Linked DNA regions of Gossypium arboreum: region 2 is linked to region 1. The links are chromatin contacts, called in public Hi-C maps. All regions are on one chromosome and are shown on one strand. Each heading gives the region's core, a stretch centred on a gene start, on an enhancer-like site or on the middle of the called end of the contact. The rest is flanking DNA. Distances are from core to core; before and after follow the strand shown.

Region 1 (3,158 bases), core at 210-2,709:
GTGTGTGTGTGTATGTGTTTAAGACGGGAATTACGTATTTCCAGCCAACAATTTGTCCACAACAGCAGCAAAATATATCAGCCACAGTATGCATTCCAGATAACATCACCCTCTCTTCCAAGGCTCCAACTGTTATGTTCACCCTGGAGAATGGAATTCTAAACAATAAGCGATTCAAAGCTTCAAATGTCGCGCACTTACGAGACTTTGAAGATTCATTGCTTTTGTAAAGATCGTGATGGTGTAATAGGAAAATTTCAGTATTGCACAGCCAAGAATAAGGTATGAGATCCGGATAACCAAATGAACATTCCATTAAAGAAAAAGGGAAAAGAAATCAGTCAAGCAATCTTCGAAGAAACTATGAGATCTTACGCATTATTGAAGAGGTAGGCTTTCCCCCGGCGACAATGGAAAGACTGAACAAATGGAGAAAATTCGAAAGAAGTTGTTAGCATGGAGTACAACTATGCATTGCATACTGTTAATATCAAAATTTAACGACACATAATTGATACATCAAACTAAAGCTCATTGGAAAAGCAAATAAACCTTCAGGTTTAGTAATTTTAAGAACATAATTTTAAGAACATAAAGGCTCTTAGCTAAGGCATAAATGATTGCATCAACCCAAGAAATTTCCCAATCTTAAAAGAGGATGAGGTCTTTTGGTGAAACTGTTGTTATGTCCATGAGTTCCACATTTGTGATTTTAAATCAACAGAGACAAATCAAGTTCCTAATTGACAAGTAAATGGAATCCTAATCTTTACTGAAATTTCACATTTTCCCCCAATTCCCCAAAATCCTAAACTGTGAGGTTCTCCTATTTAATCTTCCCTTAAATGGCAACTACATTTGCACAAAACACACATATTCATTTCACAACCTATCATCAACAACCTATCATAAAACCAATAGTACTGTTATTGATCATGTTTCTAGTGTTACCTAGCTAAAGACAACAGGATCCAAACATCAAAAGTTGTCAACTTTAAGCTTTCTTTCATCAATAATAACTACAAGAACCAACTTTTACTACCAAAACATAATTTTTAGATGATAACTGCAAAACAAATGGCTCAGAAATGAAAAACCCAGAAACACAAAGGAGATAAAGAGAAGAAAATGAAAGTTGGTACCCTGGAAACAAGATCATCAGGGAGAGCCAAGTGAGTTCTACAAAACTTGCATCTATAAGACCTTCCATCAAGCTCAACCACAAATATCCTTCCCATTTTCCCTCTATATATATATATATTCTTTTTTTTTTCTTTTTGTTCTTTACACTGCTATGGCAAAATCTTGGATTCTAGTTTCTACGATGGAGAAAAGGTATTAAAAGAAATTGTGGAGGGGTGGGGATTAGATGACATAATAGGGGTGATGATGACAAAATGATACGTGGTGATAATGATTGTGGGAGTTTTGGGGTAAAGCCCATGAAAGGGTTCAACTGTGGTTAAGTACTTAAGTTGAATTGGGCTTTTGTCAATCAAGTTTAATTCTAGATCCATGACCAAGAATCAAACAAAAAGGATAATAAGTCCATCTCTAGTAAGAGATTAAATTTTCATAAACAACTTGCTATAACTGTAAAATTTTTGGCATTTTTCATTCAAAGTTCTTTTCTTTTATGATTTAGTTTCCCTTTTTTTGGTGAATTTATTTTAATAGAATCTGGGTTGGAAGCTTTGGTGAAAATTTTGACGGTGGAGTTAATTTTAAAAAAAAATTAAAATGTTTAAAAAATTCATATAAATTAATTTGTAATATTAATATTCAATATGCTAATATATAATATGACTAAATGTAAAACCAATCATATTATTGTTTTCATTAAAGTTTTTGAGGTCAACATACAATTAGCTCAAGTGTTGGAGTGGACTGCTTTCTCAAGGATTTGGATTAAGATCGAATTTTGATGATAGCATTGTTAGGAGGCTTTACTTGAATGCCATTCTCGGCACAAACAGAACTAATATCATATCGTAAAATAAATGAGAACTCCTACAATTATATTAGAGAATAAGTTTTTATGATGCCAATATATAACTAGTAGTTTTTTTCATAAAAAATAAAAGTCACTTGAGTGCTTTTTTGATACTACGATAGTGCCAATATATCAAACACAATATGAACACAAATACAAGATTGACGACAATCACACTAGCTAACGATAATATCTAAGCGAAAGTGCTATTTTTAATAATATTCAAGAAATTTAATATTAAAAAATAACCGATTGTAATCCTTTTAAAGATTGTATTAATCAATCTTTAAAACCAATGTTAATAATATTACTCAAAATATTGAAAAACCATCCTAATAATAAAACAAAGCCATAATATTATAAAATTAATCAACAAAGTTTTTAAAAGAAAAGAAAAAGAAAACACATTAGTATTTGATTAACTTTAAATTATTTTTAAAAATTATTTTTTAATCTTTCATAGTATATGTTAAAAGTATAATTAAGTTGGTAATATCATCAACCGAATTCAAATTTAATTATAAAATTATTAAAATTTTATTATTTAAAAGGAATAAATATTGCTTTAAAAATATTTTTATTTTTTATATAAATGAAATTTTGTTATTAATACACTAAAAAACATCAATAATAATGCAATATACAAAATGCTTTTTTAAAAACAATAATAATGTAAGAAAAGGATTTGAAAATCAATAATATACAAAATGATTTTTTAAAATAATAATATATGACAAAATCTAGAATAAGTAATGTATATACATATATAAAAACAAAATAAATCACATGAAGAAAAGTTTAAACATAATAATAAATAATAATAATAATGATAATGACAGTAATAATACAAATAAAAACAATAGTAATAGCAATAATAGAAATAATAATACTCAAAATAATAATAAAAATAATAATAAATATAAGACTCAAATTAATTAATTGTATAGTAAAATGGCAAAAATAATCGAAAAGGGACCACATTGAATTGAAAATGGAAGTTTTGGGGCCAAATTAGAAATAAAAGAGAGGGGAGGGATCGAATTAAAACACACGCAAAATAGGAAGGGACCAAGAAAACAAATACCCCTTTCCTCTAAATGCACCGTTGCCAGGGGGGACCAATTTGAAATTGCAGCAAACCCGTGAGGCAAATTTAGAAATACAA
Region 2 (3,158 bases), core at 488-2,987, 85 kb after region 1:
TACTTTTTCGTTATATCTGTCACAGAAATTGGTTAAAATGACTGTTTTGTTATTTTTTAAAAGTTAAATGACTAAATTAAAATTAAAATGACTGTTTTGTTAGTTAAATCAAAATTGAGTAACTGTTCCATCAAAAAAAATTAACTGTTAATGTAATTTATCTAAAATATATTAGACTTTTAAAAAAAGAATGTACATTGAAATATTAAAGACCCTTACTAAAAACATAGATGGGGAATAAGAAAGAAAATTGAAAAGATTTTAAAAATGAAAAAAGAAATTGTGCTGTTGGTGTAATCGAGGCAGAGAAGATTAGTCGTTATAAATGGGTAGAAATCAACCCAATCAACATAGATAGATGCAACGAAGAAAAAGGTTTATAGATGACAAAAATAAAAAAGAGAGCAAAATGTTAAAACAGTGATTTTAAATTTCAATTGTAAGTAAACACGTACTGCATCATTAAAGACTAATTATGTATTAACATATTGATTGTTGGTTGCTAAGTGCATTATCTTACGATTATGTTTTGGAAAAAAGGGGGTTCTTTGATTTTAAAAATAACGGTAATGTGTTTGTGTGCACACTTTTTTTTATCTTCTTTTTGGAATTTCAATCGATGAAATGATTAGATTACCATGCATGCATCAATTCAACCAATCCCATCCATCACCAATCACCAACAAAGAGCTACCAGATTTTGACGCGTCATGCTCGGATTTTGAGATTTTACCTTTGCCCACAGGCTTTACATCAAATCATCTCCTCAATCTGCAATTCTGCATGCTTAGGTCTTTCTTCTTTTCTTTTTTATATTTTCATTTGGGCAGTGTGAGCAGTTCCATGATTCTAGTTGTCAAACCAATACCCAATGCTTCTTTTCCAACAGTCGTTTCCTAAAAAAGCCAAATAATACCCCCCTTCTTCTTCTCCTATTTTGGCCATTCCCTCCCTTTCTTCTCTCAGTTTTCAAACCCCCATTGCCATTTTACGGCTGTGCTGTGCTGTGCTGTGCTGTGCTCTTTTATTTCTCTTCTTCGAAATGCTAACCAAACCTTCCTTTGTTTCTTGAGCATTGGCCCTTAGCAAATCCATGCAAGATCTCACTTTCTTTTCTCAAACGGAAAAACAACATTTCCAATGCTCCCCATATTGGTGAAAAATTTAAGTGTATTTCATTGGAATTTGATTCCTTCTTTTCTTTTTTATTGGTTTTGACCTTTTTTTCCTCCATCACGTGCTTTAGATATTCCTCAATAGTTTACCTGCTTCTTTTCTTTTTTTTTTTTGTATATTATTAATTACTTCACTACTTTAATAATATAAATATAATTGGTGGTGTTGAACTCTAATCATCTTCCCATGATTAACAATATACCTTTTCTCATTCAAAATTTCTTATTTATTCATTTGTTGTCACATAAAATTTATGCTAAAGTTGATTTTAATAAAAAAAATTATTCACGCTTGCTATAAACAAAATCTCAAATATTGATATGATTTTAGTTCTCTAATTCCATTCCAACCCAACATTTATACAAGAGGTGTAGCTTCACAATATCACTCATCAGCAAAATCCTTTATATTAAATTAATTTCTTTTTCACAAAATCATTTGGAATACAATCAAACAAAAGATAAAACAAAGGTGAAAAACCGACAGAGGGATAGCGCCAGTGACGACAAGGTGAAGTAAGCCGCGCCGCCCTCCACCTGTGGCCCCTTGTAGTGCGAGTCAGGGCGTATTGGCCCACCCTTAATCTCTTCCGCTAAAATGCGCCCCCCAACCGTAGTCCCAGATAGGCTAATGGCGTAATTTTATTAATATTGTACACTGGCAGTATCAATAATGCGGAACCCGTACGCCTTTGATCTTTGACACGTCAACATCCGTTTTAGGATCAAGTAACGTGGCAATATCTTAGGTGGGGTAGTTTTACAACCTGGGATTTATTTATTTCTACTTCAATAATTCAATTCCTTATGAAATTTCTTTGTTTAACTCAATTATTTTTATATGGGAAATGTATAATCTAATTTTGAATTTATTTCTTTAGTTTTACTAATATTATTTATTTCAAATTTTTCTTAGTATTAAATTTAAAATATTTTATACTTTAATTAATACATATAATTAACCTGAGCATTGCACGGAAAAAATATTAGTATTTATATTGTAGTATAAGATAAATACACAAAAAAATGGAAGGTTTATGATTTGGAGTATTTAAAATTGCAACAAGTGGCAGCTCTTTCTTTGCGACACATCTGAAATTCAAATATTTTATTTATTCCACTATTAATCACATTATTTAACTATTTAATTTAATAATGAATATATATATATAACATTTATGTTTTGAATCAATATAAATATATATTATTATATATATATATATATATATTAAAAATGCTTAATATTATAATTGTTTTAAAAATTATTTAAGGCTGTTAGAAAAAAAATTGTTTCACTTAAACGTTTAAAAACTTTAATAATTTTTTAAATATGTTAAAAACTAAAACATTTTAAAAGTTAAAACTATTTAAAAATTTATTTTAATTTGCCAATATTTCTAAGTAATTTTATTTAAAAATTTTAAGTTAAGTTAAGTTAAGTTAAGTTAAATTAAATTAAATTTAAATTTTATTTACATAAAGTTAAAAATAAAAATTATTTACAGTAATAAGTATCTTAAATTATCATTAAATTAAAAGTTTTTAGCAAATAGTGGCGAATCAAAAAATTTGTTTAGAGGAGACCAAGATACAATTATAAAATTTGGGGGACTAAAGCTAAAAATTTTGTATTAAGAATGCTTAAATTTAAATTATTAAATTTTCAAAAAATTGAAGTTATATTTTTTATTTAATTCTGGGAGGGACTATAAATGTAATTATCCCATATAAATGTAATTATCCCATTGTTAAAAGTTTACAGTTTTATACTTTAAATAAAAATTTGAAAACTAAAATTTAATTAAAATATTTTACATAATAATTAAATATATTTTAATTGATATAGTGAACCCATCGACGGGTAAGCTTAATTGTAAATAAAGCAAACCCTAAAAGTAAATATTATTTTCTTAGGTCGCTGTATAATTACTTTTCTATAAAAAATAAAGAATAATAAAATAATAAAATTAAAATTATAAAAAT

The links. Hi-C and Micro-C count contacts between places; a contact is called where the count stands out from the background.
Region 2: a contact with region 1 is called in a Hi-C map of leaf, with 4 times the contacts expected there. The contact joins the enhancer-like site here to the promoter of LOC108480823 in region 1. A contact is called at or near these places in 4 of 5 Hi-C or Micro-C datasets (all in leaf).

Annotation. Positions count from the first base shown.
Region 1 is chr1:114,926,461-114,929,618 of ASM2569848v2, forward strand. It overlaps LOC108480823 (protein yippee-like At5g53940), which reads right to left and starts at 1,460. Exons shown (of 6, transcript XM_053030801.1): 1 at 1,143-1,460; 2 at 376-419; 3 at 35-221. The coding sequence starts at 1,238.
Region 2 is chr1:115,010,909-115,014,066 of ASM2569848v2, forward strand. No RefSeq gene overlaps it. Among protein-coding and RNA genes, the nearest start is that of LOC128287603, 12 kb to the right of the region's middle. Within about 2 kb of position 1,738, at least 2 of the 2 cell types and tissues checked have an H3K27ac peak or open chromatin away from gene starts, as enhancers often do. A contact at or near this core is called in leaf, where this site is marked.